Linked DNA regions of Zea mays: regions 2 and 3 are each linked to region 1. Evidence: chromatin contacts called from public Hi-C data. All regions are on one chromosome and are shown on one strand. The core of a region is the stretch at or near the end of the contact, and the rest is flanking DNA. Distances in the headings are between cores, read along the strand shown.

Evidence for each region. Hi-C and Micro-C count contacts between places; a contact is called where the count stands out from the background.
Region 2: a Hi-C map of leaf shows a contact between it and region 1, with 2.4 times the contacts expected there. The contact joins the promoter of LOC100273669 here to the promoter of LOC100275634 in region 1. A contact is called at or near these places in 7 of 25 Hi-C or Micro-C datasets (bundle sheath, ear, leaf and 1 more).
Region 3: a contact with region 1 is called in a Hi-C map of leaf, with 5 times the contacts expected there. The contact joins the promoter of LOC100282457 here to the promoter of LOC100275634 in region 1. A contact is called at or near these places in 3 of 25 Hi-C or Micro-C datasets (ear, leaf and tassel).

Annotation. Positions count from the first base shown.
Region 1 is chr6:93,527,739-93,532,159 of Zm-B73-REFERENCE-NAM-5.0, forward strand. It overlaps LOC100275634, which reads right to left and starts at 1,913. Exons shown (of 11, transcript NM_001374092.1): 1 at 1,469-1,913; 2 at 1-209. The coding sequence starts at 1,609.
Region 2 is chr6:93,771,653-93,776,073 of Zm-B73-REFERENCE-NAM-5.0, forward strand. LOC100273669 reads right to left here and starts at 1,966. Exons shown (of 5, transcript NM_001360289.1): 1 at 1,618-1,966; 2 at 1,217-1,517; 3 at 598-756. The coding sequence starts at 1,818.
Region 3 is chr6:93,397,899-93,402,319 of Zm-B73-REFERENCE-NAM-5.0, forward strand. LOC100282457 reads left to right here and starts at 2,228. Exons shown (of 3, transcript NM_001412154.1): 1 at 2,228-2,452; 2 at 2,655-3,465. The coding sequence starts at 2,660. The coding sequence ends at 3,463.

The sequences.
Region 1 (4,421 bases), core at 663-3,162:
TCATCAGAGCATGACATCCACAAACTAGAAGCCTTAGCTATTGTATTCGCGACTTCAAATGCTAAAATACAGGCTCTATTGCCCCGGTTGGTTCCTCCGGAGAGAAAGCCGCTGCCAGGATTCAAGCTTGTCATGCTACTCCCGAGCGTGTCTAACACTTCAACGGCAGCAATGCTAGCTCTTCCCAGAAATGTACCTGTGTCTGATACCTGGCAGAACTTAGTATGTCAGAGTTCATGTGAAAAGACCTACCGCTATGCTCTCATGTAATGATCTCTTAGTTCTACTTCGTCAGCTACAAATGGAAATCTAACTAGCTATTGTGCAAAATGACATCAGGAAAAGAATGTTTGTAGTTAGGTGACATTAGGTGAGCTCGTGACATATAAAGCAACGTTTATATATTCTAAGAATGCTATTCTGGTATGAAATGTTAAAAGTTATGACTTATGAAACAGCACTACTAAAAAAATGAAAGTTCATGCAACTAGATCATGGAAACATGAAACTTTGACTGAGCTTGGTCAAAATATGAAAGGAGATGCCAGTCCTTGGAAGCTGTTGGATTGCTTCTCTGAATTTACTGTGCCCTCGTTTTTTATATCATTAGCTATGAGATTCCTGTCATGCCCAATGACTTAGCCGCTGCTTATCCCAGTTTTTGTCTACACATGCTGACAGCAATACGCAACACGACTAGTGTTTGTCCATCGTGCCATGGTTTGTAGTTTGACAGAGACTCCTTGCACATTCGGAGGAGAGCAACGACCCCTCCTAGCTGCGAATAAAAACTGGAAACTTCGTGCCTCCGGAAGAGTTGTTCGTTTATCCAGGAATGCACTGGTGACCGATTCCAGGTGATCAAAACTTATATAAATTAGGGAAACAATCCGGAAAACCGAACGTAAGATGGTATGATTTGGCGACTCCAAAAGCGGCACAGAGCAGAAGAGCGGTCAGACACAATTTCGCGTTGTGGGTCGCAGTCGCAGGCTTGACCATCCGTTCCAGAGGGCAGACTTTTGCTGACAGCAACGTGAATGTAGATTAAGCACCGGCTTCGCTTATCCCTGGCTGGGAGAGAGATTTGCAAGAAAAAGGGCCGCCAAGCTTGACTTCACACTGTAGTACTGTATGTATGCCGACATGCAGGCTTGTATTCTACTAATTATTGGCTTGACTTGTTGTATGTATCTGTATCTGTATGGTACGTATAGCGAGCACGCCCTTGTTCGCGTATCAATCGGTTGGTCGGAAAATAGGAACTCTGACGAGGATTGTGGTGAGCCCGCGAGAGTCTCGCTAGGAAATCGGTGGTGTGTCCAACTCCCAGCAGCAAGGTGACCTTGAATTTGAAGCAGCAGTACCGTCCGCTGTCCGCACCTCGAAAAGCAGCGAGAGCCGCGGCACGTACGCAACGCAGCAGCATGCACGAGGCGGGGGGCAGGGGATCAGGATGGGGATGTACCTTGTTGGAGTGGGGCGGCGGGATGGCGAGCTCGCCGGAGTCGAAGTTCCCGGGGCCGTACCTCCCGCGGCGCGCGTCGTAGGCGGCCGCCAGCGTGCCCGGCGCGTCCTCCGGGAAGTGCCTCGAGCACACGCACCCCATGGCTGGCTTGGCTTCTCAGCGGAGTCGGAGTCGGGCGAATGTAGCCGGCAGGCAGGAGGGACACGCGCTCTGCTGGAGGCAGGAGGCAGGAGGCTATTCCTCAAGTTGCTGGTGGTGGTGGAATCGGGCAGCTCGTCGTCGCTCCTCCCCAGCGCTGGAGTTGGGGTTGCTGGTCCCCGGAGGTGGCGGCGGGTTTGAAGTTGCGGGTGAGAGGCGGACGCAAGGGAGGGAGGCGCAGTGCGTGGCGTGGTGGTGGCCTGGTGGGATTGGCGTTGGCGAGCCGACACGACGGCAGTCGGCAGGGTTGGTTTGGGTTTGGGGTGGGTCGCTTTTTGTTTCGTGGACTGGGCAACCTCTGACTCGTTCCGTTTCCGTCTTTCTGTTCCCGTCCCACGCCCCGCCCGCCATCATCGTGCTCGTGCTCGTCCGGTCAAGCAATTAATTCAGCTGCGTGCGTCATCCGTCGCTGTGGCTTACCACCACGAAGCACGTGGCGTGTGCTGCATGCGGCACGTGGCAGTCGTACACCCCCTCTGCTGGAACTGGAAGCAACGACGACGGATCATTGTGACGTTGTGCAAAAAGGAGAAGAACAACGGCAAGGCAACAACGCGTTGCGTGCAGTGTGTGCGCGTCTCGTGTAGTAGTCGATGCAAACAACTGTATTTAGCAGCACTTCTATCAAATTAGGCTGACTCTGACTGTAGCAGCACGGGCATCCGACATCGGTTGCTTACTCTATTTTCGCACGATTCTCTCGCTCCTATGCCACTATAGATCGGACGGCCAAGATATGTCCAGGTGTCATCGCGGAGAATGGAGGGCGGCCGAGGGCACCCAACCCAACCCTAGCACCATCTGTCCATAAATACCGCACGGGTGGGGGTAGCCATCTCGTCTTCCCGATCCGCCGCCGCCAACAATTTCTTTATGTTTTTCTGTTTTCTTGTTCAGAGAACACGCATGTTCCATCCATGCCCACTTGCGCGTTTTTTTTGTTGTTGCAGTTCTTCCTCGTTTGCAGTTCTTCCTCGGGATTTGATTTGATTGATTGGATTGGGTTGGTGCGGGGGCATGCTGGGGGCAGATGACGACATGCTTACGAAGCAGAAGCTGCTGCCTCCGTGACGAGGCACGCCGTGTTGCTCGTCTTCCATGACTCTGATGCCTGCCTGCTTCGCTCCCACCACCCCACACCTTAATCGATGGATTAGGAATTAACCTGCAGCGCCCGTCCAGGTCTCGTGAGAGATTTATATGTTTGGATCAGATTTTAGTTTCTTGAGGCAGATGACGACATGTGCATCCTGCTTGAGATGCAGAAGCTGCCTCCCAGAGGCTTAGCCATGTTGCTCCTCTTCCATGACTCTGATGCCTCCTCGTCCTCTCCCATCATTTGTGTTTTGTTTTGTATTGGTTTTTTTTTGCTGTCTTGCTGTCAGTGATGGCCCATCCCCTAGCGGTTAAAGCTAACAAAACAAAACAGGCGATGTTTCCTTTTCTTGTCGTCACTCAGGCCTTGAAAGCACGCAGTCAGTTCTATGCATTGGATTCAGTCTGCGTTTCGGCTACACAATTCAACACAGGGAAAAAAATCCTAGGGTGGTCATGTGACAGAAATACCAAGGTAGCGAATAAGATTAAAAAGAACACTTTGTTGTGCTTGTCATTGTATAAAGGGATCCATCCGAGGATGAATTGGCTAGGTCGGTGAGAGATTGGAGATGGATAGGAACGTCGGCAGGGGGCCTTTGCCTACGGCCGAGTAAGAAGAGGGTTTCTCACTTCTAATTCTTGTCTATTTTATTTCTAATGAATTACGTAAATAGGCCGGTTAGTCGTCTATATCTAGCTAGAGATCCTTATCTCCTTAAAACTATTATAAAAACTATTAACAAACTAACTGATAACATTTCTAAATAATCTCAATTAATCTTATTTCTAACTATCATTATCTAACCCCACTTGGAGGGTCTATGACTGCTGGTGCTGTAGTCCCTTCGTGGGTCTTCTTGGGCCCTGACACTACCCATCTTGGACAAGCAGCTCGTCATCGAGCTGCAGCATGATGGATGCTCAAAGATCGAGTCTACTTGACACAAAACTAGACACCTAGAAGACAAGTCTTTTACATCTAGGCTTATCTTATTATTCTGATTCTGATTTTTTTGACCCCCATAAGATAAGACAGACACACTCCATGCATTGGACTTGCACGTGTGCAGCCACCTGTATCCCATGGATGCCATCTGGACGAAAGGGGGGCACATACACGAACACCTGGAATAGGTCGCAACAATAACCAGCGGAGGCGCCCTCGTGGCGCCCTGTAGTGGAATGTGGTGGCGCTAAACAGTGCGCCCTTGCCGATGACGAGAGGAGTGCATTTCCAACCGTCGCTGCCGTAGAGTTGAAGTTCGTCGCCAGTGGAACACGTACCATGCTCGCACTTGGAGATAGTGGTCCGGTGCCGCTGCTGATGGCCGACCGACAGGGCGAGATCGCGCCTCCGTGTGCCGAGGTCAACCGTCACCAAGGCTGCCTTGAGCATCTGCCAACGCATCTCTTGCACTATCCATCATGCAAGGAAGCCACGAGCAGCAGCCTGTATGCCCACAACCGTCGACGTCTGGAGCCGTGTGGATAACGCCAACTGTTTTTGCTCATGTTGCACTGTTGTTTTGATTTGCAGCAGCCCCTGCTCAACCATCCGAAGCGAGGCTTGCATCTTTGCGAGATCAGCCCTTATGTTGGTCCACAAATCCCCCATCGATGGAGCTGGTGATTGTTGAGTCGTGGCTGCCCCTAGTGG
Region 2 (4,421 bases), core at 716-3,215, 240 kb after region 1:
GATATACAACAGAAGTCATGATATTACATAAACATTACACATCTATGAATATAGCTAGCATTATAAATTAGCTCAAATATAACAAATAAGGAACACAAACTAAGCAGAACAGTGTTGTAAAGGGGTTTGTTAAAAGCAATGGAACGTATGTACAGTGTAGGGATTATTATTCCACAAGGCTTAAAGCACACGTCTGTATCTATAGGCTTGAATCATGGGAGAGAAATGAAACAGGTGGCTGCTGTGGGATTATTATATTGATTCAAAGCACAAATCTATATCTGTTAGCTTAAGTCTCTGGAGTATGGAATGTCTTATATAACAAAAATAGGGAAAATGCATCTTATTCTAGAACCTGGAAAATGGGGCCAAAAAAATAGCGAATGGTGTTGACAATCAAGATTTATTTATGCTAATAATGTTGTCCTATAAAGGGTGCTTAATTGAAGTAGGGTTATGCTGTTTGCGTGCCCAGAAAGAATTAGCACACAACTATACCATTTCTGTAAGCAATGCTTCACAAGTTCACATCATTGTCGACAAATGTAAGTTGTACATCAACTTTCATGGCAGCAGGCAAAGTATAAAAGGACTCACGATCAGTGGTGAAGCCATCCCAGAGGGACATGAACTCTGTCTTCATATTAGTCATGGCTTCATGATCAGTTGTCCGTCGCTGCCCCAAGAAACTATCAACCTCGTCAATGAAGATAATAGCAGGCTGGAGCTTGTGAGCGAGACTAAATACAGCAGACACTGCCACAGCAATAGCACACTAACATCAGCGTATAGCGTAGACACACATAAAAAAACAATACAGATGACATCAATTCTAATTCTAAAGTAGTAGATATGTGGACAGTTAAATTAGCAATGCAAATAACTGCATTACAGCTGCTGCTGCAACAGCACTAGTAACATATATAAACATAAAAGAAGAAACTTCTATGAAGGGTATGGATTCAAAATCAGCAGATTTCTACAGCATCCTGACACAAAAAAACAATGCAATTGTCATCGTCTCTAGAGCAAATAAGTTTCCAGTGGGCAGCTGCTGCCACAACAAGAGTAACATATAAACATTGGTTGATCGGTGCGTGGCATACAGACACAAGAAAAAGAAGAATATGGCAAAAGACTACTATAATAGCAATAGGTATGGATTCAAAACCGGTGGATAGCTGGATATCCAGTGGACTAGAGTATAATTGCTCACCGAGCTTCTGCGCGTCCCCGAACCACTTGCTCATGAGATTGGAGATCCTGACATTGATGAAGACGGCACCGGACTCCCTGGCAATGGCCTTGGCGAGCATGGTCTTTCCTGTGCCGGGCGGGCCATAGAGAAGGACGCCCTTCTGGGGGCTGAGGAGCTTGCCGGAGGCGAAGAGCTCAGGGCGGCGCAGGGGCAGGATGACGAGCTCGTAGAGCGCTTGCTTGACCTTGTCGAGGCCGCCGATGGAATCGAATTCGACGTCGATGCTGTCGGGGTTGATGACGTCGCACGCAATCACGTCCTGTCGGTGAGCGAGACGCCAGCGGAGGATTGAGTCGGAGTGAAGTGAACCCTAGATGGGGATTGGGGAGGCGGATACGGATACGGGTGGAGGGACGGACCTCATAGGGCGTGGTGGAGACGAGGGGCCGGCCGAGGCGCTTGGCGATCTCCTTCTTCTGCTGCTGCGCCTTCTGAGAGGCGGCGCGGTTGGGATCGAGGTGGCGAAGGCCGGCCAAGAGGACGAGGCAGCTGAGCGCGGCGCTGGCGGCGTACAGCACGAGGTTCTGCACGGAACGCGACGACGGCTCCGACGACCCCATCGCCCACCCCGAGGGAACACGGTGACAGTCAACTCTGTCTGGCTTGCGGCGGAAGAAACGAATAAGGACGGAGGAGGTGGGTGAACTGGATTCGAGGTGGCGGCGGAGCGCCGAGCGAGGCAGGGGATTGGATTCCGCTGACTGCTTGTGCTTTGGACTGTAGATGTGCAAAAAGGCCGGTCCTCCAGAGCGGCCCGTGGCCGTGGCACCGATGCGAATTTGGTCCATCACGAATAGGACCCGGCTCATTCCTATATATTAAACCAGGGACCCTAGCTTGCAAACTAGGTAGGCCACGTCATTCAGAATTCCTTTACCGTCCGATCGCTTCTCTATGATGCAAATCCTGCCATCCAGTTGTTGTTCACTGCTCCGTCTTATTTGCCTGCCCGACAGAGGCTGGCTGGTAGCGCCTCAAACGCGATCCTTCGTCTGCCGTCTTGGGAGCCTCGCGTTCTCTAGAATAAGTCAACTGGCGCGCGCCAGCGCGCGCGTTTAGCTTGTTGACCATTAGCATTGTGCTGGTTGCCTGGTTCGGCCTAATCATCGTATCGTGTATAGAGGCTACTAAAAATTTGTTCCTCAAAACTTGTCATTGTGGGTTGTTGAACTTTTTTCCCTAAACAAAACTAAGCACACAGCAGACTGCTAAAATAACAAATCCCCAAAATGTTTGAAACAACCACGTTGCCCACGCTGACCTAATTGGCCACAGCATCCTGATGTTCCCTCTGCTGCGTTGCCATCTTATTGGACTCACTGTGTAGATCTCCTTGCAATCTCAAGACAAACTCCAATAATGCAGCTTCAGTTCGTGTGCCTAGTGTTGGCGCCTTTTTGAACCAAACACTAACGATTTATAGGTCGTCCTTGTAGTGAGTTCGGACCATAGGGATGATCACTAGGTTTTGCCCACAGAGAGTCAAGGCCTTAGGGAGCGAGATAGTAAATAAGACGCAAGACAATTAACACTATCTTGAATGTGGTCTTGAAAAGAAATCTTAGAGCTAATGGGATGATTACTTGATGTACCTAAAAAGGTTATCCTGAAGGTGGGACAAACCTCTATGATGGTCACCACCTATTTGGTACCAAACAACAACGAACCCCAATGTCTTCTCGTGATGAGCAATACCTTGGGTTCGGCTCCGCGAGATGAATGGTGGTGGCGGTCCACGATGGATCGCCGGGTCGCCTGGCGGTGCTCGATGCGGTGGCGCAGACGATCCACGGCTCTGGGCCGGACGATCCACGACCTGGCGACAGGAGCGACGCCTTCCCTGCGCGTTGTCCGGACGATCCACGCTCTGGGCCGGACGGTCCGCGATGGCGCAGGTTCGTCTTCTTCTCCTCGTAGGACCTAGATCCCGCTCCCGGGGGAGAGACCTTAGGGTGTTTCGGGTCAGCAGGTCACCCGAGGCATCTCCAGACAACGTAGAGTCGCCTAGAAATTAATAGATCAATTCAAGTAAAAGATCTTGAGTGAAGTAGACGAAGTAGATCTTGCCCCTCACAAGGGGTAAGATCCTAGGGCCATCCTGGGGTCAGCAGGCCACCCCAGAACGGATCTAGACGACGTAGAGTCGAATAGGGGTGGAGGTGAAAATGCGGAAAGCTACAACTAAAGCTACGTTACATCTACTCCTAGGTCGGCAAAAGTAAATAAAGTAATTGGTTCGATTGAAATGTGTTCGAGGGGTTCTCAATCGGTCGTACCCCTTTATATTTATAGGGGAGGAGGTCTGGACATGTTCCTAGGCGATAACCAACAATGCCACGTGATTAGATGGATAACCACACATGAGATAAGGATAATCACCTGAGTTAATCTGATCGCAGGGCACGCGGACTGTCCCGGCCCAAGGCCCGGATCGTCCGCCACTTTTGGTGCTCAATGTATGCCCCTGCCTTTTGGTGGAGCTTGACGAACCAAAAGCACCAGCGCACTTCGGAAATAATAGATCTCATGAGTTATTTTGTTCCCGAAGTAAAGACTCAGCTCGATGTAAATCATCGACTCTTGTGATCAGATAATATAAATATTTGATGCATAGTGGCCATTTCGGATTGCATCTTCTTCTGCCATGTCTGCCTAATCAACATGTCAATAGACAAAACTTGTGGTGCCCCCAACCCGAATAAGCAAATAGATTGGGCCAGTAACATAAATTCATCATTGTACCACCCCATACTTGAGTAGGACAACACATTGATGACGAATAACTGAAAAGCACCATGACATCCCTAGAGGAGGATGACCAGGCAATCTTGGTTGTACCACTTTTGGGGCCAGTTTAGTCGGCTTTTGCTTTCGCACAGATCACCCTTTTGACTTTGTTCGTTTTAGTGGCCGATCGTGTGAAACGACCTTCTTCATATATTTAGCAAGCAATTGACTAAAAGTAGGGCCGACTCTGATGAGCTAGCCAAACGCCCTGCAATTGTTTTGCTCACTAGTACTTATCTTAGGACGTTGTAGTCTGACGGTATATGATCGCTGCTACTTCTGGATGTCCATGGATTGTCCAGCCTTCATGGTCGAACTATCCACGCCTGCCTTGGACCGTTCAGCATATGTAGGATAGGTGACCATGATTGGGTAT
Region 3 (4,421 bases), core at 978-3,477, 130 kb before region 1:
CTACTGGCTATCAAGCTATGCAATAATATGATTTGTTATATTTGAAGTTGAACTTAGTTTTGTGTGTTTATTTGATATTTTAAGTGATTAATATATTAGAATTTAAGACTTCTTTAGGGCTAGTTTGGGTACTCTAGTATTGACCCCAATCCACTTGTATTGAAGTGGATTGGAGTGTAACTTAAACTAATTTACACCACAATCTACCTCAACACATGTGGATTGGGGTAAATACTAGAGTACCCAAACTAGGCCTTAACGGGTATGTGTCCGATAGATAAAATTACTCGCTTGGTATAAGTATGGTAAATTTTATACCCACAAACATAATAAGTAACCGACGGTTAGATTTTTTTTAATAGATATGAATGTGGAATGATAATAGCCGACGTACATGTACCGTTACCACGGTTTACAAAACCGGTAAAAACCGGCGGTAAACCGGTCGGTTTACCGAAACCGCTGGGGTGCGGTTTCGGTTAACCACCGGTTTTTTTTCAAAATTCGTTCTAAATTTGAAAAATTTGAAAAAATTCATAAAAACCGGAAACCGCCGGTAAACCGTTTTTTGGGACCGGTAAACCGTTATTTTAGATCGGTAAACCGCCAATTTTTGCCGGAAACCCGAATTTAATGCCACGATTGAGTATTTAGTGGTCAATTTAGGTATACTAGTCTTGTTTAATGTTATATGTTATATGTGGAGATGTTATATGCTATATGTGAAGATGAAACCCGTAGCTCAAGTCAAGTTTAGACATTTAGTGGTCAATTTCGGTTACATTTCCTGTCCAAGATGGAATCCGTGGATCAAGTAGCTTCAGTTCTTCTAATAAGTATCCGTCTGGACAATACTCAATCTAGCTAGAACTCTTAGCTCCAGTTCTTCTGTATGTGTTCCTAAGATTTGCTTGAAGATGAAACCCGTAGCTCAAGTCAAGTTCAGAAATTTAGTGGTCAATTTCGGTTACATTTCCTGTCCAAGATGAAATCCGTGGATCAAGTAGCTTCAGTTCTAATAAGTATCCGTCTGGACAATACTCAATCTAGCTAGAACTCTTAGCTCCAATTCTTCTGTATGTGTTCCTAAGATTTGCTTGAAGATGAAACCAGTAGCTCAAGTCAAGTTTAGACATTTAGTGGTCAATTTCGGTTACATTTCCTGTTCAAGATGGAATCCGTGGATCAAGTAGTTTCAGTTCTTCTAATAAGTATCCGTCTGGACAATACTCAATCTAGCTAGAACTCTTAGCTCCAATTCTTCTGTATGTGTTCCTAAGATTTGCTTGAAGATGAAACCGGTAGCTCAAGTCAAGTTTAGACATTTAGTGGTCAATTTCGGTTACATTTCCTGTCCAAGATGGAATCTGTGGATCAAGTAGCTTCAGTTCTTCTAATAAGTTTCCATCTAGACAATACTCAATCTAGCTAGAACTCTTAGCTCCAGTTCTTCTGTATGTGTTCCTAAGATTTGCTGATCAGAAGAAAAGTTCAACACTTGGTGAGGTGCACGTGCAATACACAAACACCAAACATACATACTGGTATGTTGTTTTGCTTTGTGGATAAGTATTTATTTGTCGTTCTTATTTTCTCGCTAATGTATCTCGTATCTTTTGTATAGACCTATCACTATCACTATGATGGATTGAAACAATATCACGACCCTTCAACATGCTTAAGTACTATCACTATGACTCGAGGTGAACATGTGAGTATTGTGAAATAAGTCGACCTATGTGTTGTTGCCTCGTTGGAGAGGTGTAAAAGAACTTGTATTTGAGTATGCGAAGTTCGCTGGTTGTTTATTACATGAGAACTGGAGTTTGTGGTTGCATATATATATATATATATATATATATATATATATATATATATATATATATATATATATATATATTATATGTTTTTTGGTGAATGCATGTTGTGTAGATCAATTAATATTTACTGTACAATGTGAATTGAGCAAACTATAAATAAATTCTGACAAAATTTTCAATTTTTCTGCAAAAAACAATAAAAACCAGTTTGTTTCGCGGTTAACCGGCGGTTTCTACCGGTTTTTCACCGGTTTTCCGCTGGTAAACCGGTTTGAATTCAAAATGATTTGGTTTGGCCAAACCGGTCGGTTTTTACCGGTTTCCACCGGTTTACCGACGGTAAACCGTTACCGGTGGGGGGCGGTTTTTACATCTAAAACGGTTTTGTAAACCGTGACCGTTACCATCCCAATTGGTGAGTGGGTGGGTGGGTGCCTGGGTGGTGAGGACTGGACTCGTTCGGCTCGGGATTCCCCTCCGCCGCCTACGCGCCCAACACGCCCCCGTCCAGATTCATCCACCCTTCCCCTTCGTCTCCCTCCCTCCATCCAATCCACCCCCTCTCCCCCTTCTCGTCGTCGCCGCCGCCGCCGCCCATCCGGGGCTTGGACTGTCCTTTCCCCGTTCTGCTGGTAGGTAAGGAATTCCTCTTCTGGCTCCGACGGATTCTCTCGCTCCGTTTGTCTCTGGTACAATTCGTTCGCTGCTGCGAGCCCTCGAATCCGTTTGTATCCGGAGCAGCGGCGGAGTAGTAATACTAGTACAATTCCTTAGTCGTGTTCCCAAGTGGGTGGATGCGTCTTTGACTGCCCGGCGCCCGCCCGCACCCCGCAGCAGCAATGGACGACGGGGACCTGGATTTCTCCAACCCGGACACGTACCTGTGTCCGGCCCTCGGCACCGACCCGCCCAGCAGCTGCTCCATGGACAGCTACTTCGACGAGATCCTCAAGGACACGGAGCACCTCGCCTGCACGCACACCCACACCTGCAACCCGCCGGTGCACGACCTCTCGCACACCCACACCTGCGTCCACGTCCATACCAAGATCGTCGCGGCCTCGCCGGGCGACGCCGAGTCGCCGTCCGAGAACAACAGCAACGGCAACGCCGCCTCTAAGAAGCGCCCGTCGGGGAACCGCGCCGCCGTCAGGAAGTACCGGGAGAAGAAGAAGGCCCACACCGCATCGCTCGAGGAGGAGGTGGTGCACCTCCGGGCGCTCAACCAGCAGCTCATGAAAAAGCTCCAGAGCCACGCCGCGCTCGAGGCGGAGGCGGCCAGGCTCCGCTGCCTGCTCGTCGACATCAGGGGCAGGATCGAGGGGGAGATTGGTGCGTTCCCGTATCAGAGGCCGCCGGCGGTCAAGAACGTCGACCTCCTGTCTAGTGTTGACCAGGAAAGCCTCCTTGGCAGCGCTGCTGCCCAGGTTGCCAACTCCTGTGATTTTAGATGCAACCATCAGATGTACTGCAACCCTGGGATGCAGGGCGCTATCAGCGGTCAGGTGTTGGGACAAGGTGCCTGTGATGTCGCCAGTATGCAATGCATTGGAAGCACCAAGTCTGGATCCACTAAGCTACCTGTTTGTGGGGGTCTGGATACACTACCTGCTGTCTGCTTACCAAATGTTGAAAAGAAGTGATGGTAAGTAACTTGGCTTTTCTTGCTATACTTATAAAAACTTCTGTCTAGCTGCTAGATAGATTCATTTCAGTTATCATTTTGTTAGTGATCTGCAAACGCATGTGAACTCATGATTGTATCACTTTAGTAGCCTTTTGTTATGTATAGGCTTAACTGAAAAGGAGCATAACCCTACCCGACCCATGTCACGGAGCCATTGTTTTCTGGTTCTATTGGTTTGTTGCATTCTGGCTGAATGCGATTTTGAGTGAATTATCATCTTATTGTGAACGGTGAAGACCAGATTTTTCTTTTGTTCCATCTTGTCAATCCAGAGCTAGAGTTCTAGTGGTCTATTATTCAACTAGATGTCTTGTACTGCTAACCTTCAGAAGTTGGCTATAGTTAATACTATTTCCCATTTACCTTTACGTTGTTCCTTGCACTCAGTTCAGTAATTGCTTGAAAGTGCCAGAACTAGCCAAATAACTCAACCATGTTTTATTTGACCTAGTCATAATCTAGGCAGTGCTCAGGTGACTGGATTTGCCTTTACAACTTGAAAACCGCTTGGTTCTATAGGATTGTGATACTTTTTTGAGGTTGTGCTTGGCCAACTTATCAAACACTGGGCTAGTGAACATAGGTTTTATTTTTTTTCTCGGTGCTACATTTAATTATCTCATTCCTGGTGAATGATCTTGAAGTATGCCTTGACAATCCATCTGTGACCTGTGAATATGAACCATTTTTTTGGTGAATTGTGTTACCAGAAAATAGTAAATTAGAACATTATGCCATGGTACCGTATAGCAAAGAAAGAAAACACAATGTCGGTGCTACTACGTTGCATTTCAAGAAAAGACAATGTTGTGCACTTGAAAAAAATATTAATTAGGAAATTATGCCATGAAGCAGTATTATATGCATCAATGCCTCCAAGTTTTGCTAGTTTTGAAGAGTATTATGTTTCACAG